2 separate regions of the Zea mays genome follow, and region 1 is linked to region 2. The links are chromatin contacts, called in public Hi-C maps. All regions are on one chromosome and are shown on one strand. The core of a region is the stretch at or near the end of the contact, and the rest is flanking DNA. Distances in the headings are between cores, read along the strand shown. Region 1 holds the start of LOC103634590 (WUSCHEL-related homeobox 6). Region 2 has its middle 69 kb from the start of LOC103634601.

Region 1 (2,700 bases), core at 29-2,528, 100 kb after region 2:
GCGTGATATGATGGCCACGCGAGCCGGGCTCTTTATGTGATGTTGATCGATGCAACTCACCATTTGATTGGAGAGGAACCTAATCCGTCATTCCATATGGACGTTAGCTGCAAAAAGTAATCAAGTGCAGCGTGCAAATATATTTGTGCGAAATAATAAAATATTTAAGGCAAAAGACGACGTCGTTTCGGTTATCTGTTGCAGCGTCTCTTGCAAGCATATGTATAACAAAATGCAACTTTTGTCATGCCAGGGAGAGCCCAGTAACACGGCTGAGGATCGGAGGAGATGAGTCACAGGCTAGCTAACACAGATGAATCAAAGCTAGGCAATCACGCGCAAACAAATTTTGCGTCTAATAATAAAATATGAGCTGCAAGCTTATTATATGAGGGTTGTTAAATAGAAGTATAGCTACAGAGATGAGGGTTAGATACGAAGAACCTGCAGGTAAAGATTCTTTTTTCTTTCTTGGGCCATTATTACGCCGTCCAGACAATGTTGCTATCACTAGAAACACTGCACACTGCACTGCACCCATAAAACCCACCGATAGTAATCAGTGGGCATCTTAGTCATCATGCTACCTACTCTCTCCTGGGTTTTCTCCTAAACTAAGGCCTAACACCTCACAAGTACTCCTAGCCAAGAAGAGCACAATGTATAAGCACTAAAATTCCTTCAACAAGCAAGCTAAATCCTTGCCATATGAGATGTGACCTAGCTTCTGGTGAATATATATATATATATACATATATCTGGAGACACGCCAGCAGTGGGTTCTCCACCAGTTTGTACCCTTGCAAAAGTAGAAAGGAATTTCCATAGCGATCAAACATCAGGAAAGCTTCACATGGAATGTTCTTAGTACATAATCATTCACCTCCCCAAAGTGTCGTCCTCCAGTGATCTCTCCTGAGATAAAGAACAAGGGAATGTCAAATGTTCCTCGGTACTTTTAATATTAGTAATAAATATATGTGCCGAGTTCAATTACTGGGCGTCAATCATCAGACTAGCTAGTGGAGAAATTAAAATTCTTTAATAAGCTGGTTAACTAGCACCTAATAAGCAGCACTATATAGAAAAGCGCTTTGCTCCTCCTCCGGTTCTCCTAACCAACATGGAACTTGTTTTCCCTTTTACGTACAATGATAAGCTTGCAGTAAAAAAACAATTTTTTTACCACTCTCCAGTAGAGTAAAAGATAGCTATGGCTCAGTATCGTCTAGTAGCCCGGCCCCGCCCCTCCTATAAGTACAACCACACAACAAAGGCATGAGTGTGCAAGCGTGGCTGTCTCCTAAACCGGGTGCCTCTCTTCCTCAAGCTAGCCACTTCTCTCTCGATCCTCTCCAAGTCGAAGCACCGAATCTACTGCCCCTCCCACCTCTCACACGTACGTAGTGTGTGTGTGTGCGCGCTACTACTCGATCGTGTGTCGCGCGCACACACAACCATCCAAGAACCAAAGATTCCAATCTGAACCAACGTTCTTCTTCACCTAACCAGCTAGCAGTTCGATCGATCGATGGAGGGGGGCAGCAACAGCCCGGACGGGCAGTCGTCGGGCGGCAGCCCCGAGGAGCGGGGAAGCGGCGGTAGCGGAGGCCGGGGCACCGGGGAGCCGGCGCGGTCGCGGTGGACGCCGAAGCCGGAGCAGATACTGATCCTCGAGTCCATCTTCAACAGCGGCATGGTCAACCCGCCCAAGGATGAAACCGTCCGCATCCGCAAGCTGCTCGAGCGCTTCGGCGCCGTCGGGGACGCCAACGTCTTCTACTGGTTCCAGAACCGCCGCTCCCGCTCGCGCCGCCGCCAGCGCCAGATGCAGGCCGCCGCAGCGGCGGCGGCGGCGGCGGCGGCATCCTCCGCGTCCAACAACAGCTCTCCCGCGGCTAGCGCAACCGTCGGCCTTCCTTCTGGCGCTCTACAATATCCTTTGGCCATGGGCGGGACCGCCGCCTGCCAGTATGAGCAGCAGGCGAGCTCCTCCTCGTCGTCGGGAAGCACTGGCGGCTCCTCTCTTGGGCTGTTCGCGCTCGGAGCCGCCGGGGTGCCCGGCACCGGCGGCGGTGGGTACTTCCAGGCGTCGTGTGGCGCTTCGTCGCCGCTGGCGACAGGGCTGATGGGGGACGTGGACAGCAGTGGCGGCAGCGACGATCTCTTCGCCATCTCCCGCCAGATGGGGTTCGCGGCGGCGAGCACCGTCGCCTCGGCCTCTGTGGCACCGAGCTCCAACGCACACCACCAGCAGTATTACTCATGCGAATCACCTGCAGGTGAGTACACACTACCGAACACTAATCTTGCTTAATTGTTGCGTGTTTCGTCTTCGAATTTTTGGATCGGTGGCTTTCGTCTATTTCATGCATGTGTTTCTCCACACGATTTTGATGGAAAACGTCAAAACGTTGGTTCTCGCCACTACAATTTTGTCCGTGTATTTTCGTTGACGAAGTAGCAGGGAATTGATGCAGAATTCGAGGAGATCTAGCTTGGTTCTTTTGGGCTCGCATGCTTTATTTTGGGTCTTCCTTTCATTAATTAATTGCGTCGGTTCTTGTTCTTTAGTTCTTCAAGTATTGTTCGGTTACCTCCCATGTAGCGGTCGTCCATAAGATCACACCACATGATACATATGCTGTCCTCACTCCTGCCATCATGTATATCCATTCATACGTGACTGTTTGTAGAAAT
Region 2 (2,751 bases), core at 171-2,670:
CTAGGAAGGTCAATTGTGTTAGGCATGTTGGCATCATTGGTTTGGTAAGGACTTGGGACAGTGAACAGCAGTAGCGGGTAGTACACGCGATGGAATTCCTGTCCAGGTCGCGGTCGGTTTGTTTTGTTTTGTCCACCTCGCACGGCCGAACTTTTCGGCCGACGGTCGTGCCGTGCATGCGCCAGAGAATTTTGCAACTCGCAACTCGCAAGAAATTAATAAATAAATGTTCATGTTCCCACACAGTAGTGTCCGTAAACGTTTAGCAAAGCGTGGCCTTCTACCCCAGCTAATTAATTGGAAATTCGAAAAAAAAAAGGCTCGTCCCCAGGGACCTACTACTACATGTACTGACATGCATGCAATGATGCAATACATTTTACACTTAATTAGAGCCGTCGTCGTACCGGAAGACGACAGTCCTATAGTCGCCTGGACTCCTGGTTTTCGGAAAGATTTCAGGTTGGAAAAGCAAGTACGCCTACCAATATATGCATGTACAGAAGCTATAAGTCCGCCGTCACGTGCATGTGCCGTCACGCCAGGCCAGTAGTAATAAAGTAACTGTATTTCTAAATTTAAGATGGAAAAAATAATGTCATAAAAAGTTGTATGTATCCCTATGAATATTACGGTCATTACGTACACTTCATGAAGAGGCACTATCGGAAACCGGCTCTATGTAAGTGCTCGATAAAAATTACTTGACAAAGAAGTCGTTGTCGATATACAGTTCACCGAGTCTTATTCAATTATTTGTTGGGTGTCACACTTAGTAAAGCCTTCGCTGAGTCTTTTCCAGGCTTTACCGAATGCTTCAGACACTCGACAAAGAAGCTGTTTCCAGAAGCGAGACCAGTAAAGTTGTGTTATCTTATACCTAAGGATGCATATGACACATTCTGAACTCTAAAAATCAGTTATTATGTGACGACAGACGCGGTAAAGTTGAGTTGCTGGAGTAATAAAATTGATTCGAGCCGGCGGAGTACAATTTTGTGCGGGAAGCAGGAAGCAACCAAAAGTGCAGTGAAGTGAGTGGGGATGGGACGGGCCGGCTCTGGCGCACAGATGCCTGCATGCATCAGCCAAATAGAGTACTCGTAGTTCTGTACTACTGGTGGTAGCATAGCAGGACGGTAGTGCGAGTGGCGGAGCTAGTACACTTGGCAGTAGTAGTGAGTAGTAGTAAAACTTCCGATGGACGGATGGGTTGGATCCTGGATACCGCCCGCGGATCTTCATGGCGAGAAGAGAACGCATGGGCGCCCCCACACAACCGCCAGCCGGCGCGTCGACCCAGGTCGAAGCGGACGCGAGGAGGTCGGCGAAAAGCTACGTGCGGATCGGACAGGGTCGGGCGAGCTGAGCCGCGCGCGGAAGCGGCAGCACGCGGGTGCCGACAGGCGTGACGCCGTGCCCTGCCCCCGCCGGACCCGCCCCGCGCCCGCAGTCCCCGCGTCGTCGCCTCCCGATCCCGGGCGGGGCGGCACAGCATTTTCTGGCCCTGCCGCGCTGTCGCTTTCCCTGCACGACCTTCGTCCCAGTCCTAGCGCGTCGCTGCGTGCTGCGAGCAGAGCACGGACTGGCGCGACCGACCCAGGAGCCCAACCCACGCCGCTGCGCCCCTTGTCATCTACCTCCGCTGCTCGCCGTCGTCCACTCGTCCGCGCGTTTCTCCTTCACTTTTTACGCGGGGAGACGTGGACGGCGGAAGCGGAATGATGGGTGATGGGTCGCCGCGAGGATCTCTTTGCATCGTCCGCGTTGCACTGCTGCTACCTGCCTGCAGGAACTGACCCTTACGCCTGCCACTGCCTGCAAGGGCACTGTCACGTCCACTCCACACCACGTCAGCCCTAGTCACCCTGAAGGTGGGACCACGTAGGCTTGGAGCCTTCCTTCCTCTGTGCTTCAGGCTGTCGCAGCAGTACCACTAATTTTTCCCTCTATATTCATTCCACTATGGTATATATTCTCGTCTCTATATTTTCACCTCCCGCAACATTTTTCTGTCTCGAACCATTTCTCTTGTACGCCTCCTCTCATATATAGTACTTTCTAATATATTTTACTATCATCCCTTAAAATATTCTCTCCTAGATATAGTTTGTCTCCAACCATTTTCTATATATATATAGCTCCCTATAACGTAACTCAATTATTTAACATTTTTTTTTGAAATTTTTAAAAATATACTATATTTATACTACTCTAATACACATTATTACTGTATTTTGGAGCTCACACGAGATTAATATCGTAAATAAACGACATAAATATATGGGAGCATAATACTCCCCTATATGTACATGGACTTTTCTTGTCCCTTTACATATGGGGATCTTTTACATGGAACTGTTGGAATACTAAACGTCATCTAGAGGATATGAATAGACGAAACCTAAAATTTACAACTTAAAAACAAAACTTGATCTCAATTAATTGGTTAGAACACGATGTAGGTCAATTGAATAAGGGATAAGTTCGTCTTGCAATATGTTGCTCTTATGAATGTGTAGAATCTAAAGACTTAGAGCAACAATGGATAATTTAGATGAAGATCAACGAAAGAGAACTTAGGGAGGAAAGGAGAAAACAAATTTCGAATGAAAGGACACACGAACACGATAATTTGTTTATCGTAGTTTGGTTTCACAACGAAACCTACGTCTCCATCGAGGAGTCCACTAAAGGACCGAGTTTCTCTCGACCCTTTCCACACTCAAGTGATCACCAGAATCAAACTTG

The links. A called contact is a pair of places that touch in the nucleus more often than the background predicts.
Region 1: a Hi-C map of leaf shows a contact between it and region 2, with 2.8 times the contacts expected there. The contact joins the promoter of LOC103634590 here to the enhancer-like site in region 2. A contact is called at or near these places in 11 of 25 Hi-C or Micro-C datasets (bundle sheath, ear, endosperm and 4 more).

What each region holds. Positions count from the first base shown.
Region 1 is chr1:53,040,598-53,043,297 of Zm-B73-REFERENCE-NAM-5.0, reverse strand. LOC103634590 (WUSCHEL-related homeobox 6) reads left to right here and starts at 1,278. Exons shown (of 3, transcript XM_008656954.2): 1 at 1,278-2,282. The coding sequence starts at 1,532.
Region 2 is chr1:53,144,375-53,147,125 of Zm-B73-REFERENCE-NAM-5.0, reverse strand. No RefSeq gene overlaps it. Among protein-coding and RNA genes, the nearest start is that of LOC103634601, 69 kb to the left of the region's middle. Within about 2 kb of position 1,420, at least 19 of the 20 cell types and tissues checked have an H3K27ac peak or open chromatin away from gene starts, as enhancers often do. A contact at or near this core is called in bundle sheath, ear, endosperm and 3 more, where this site is marked.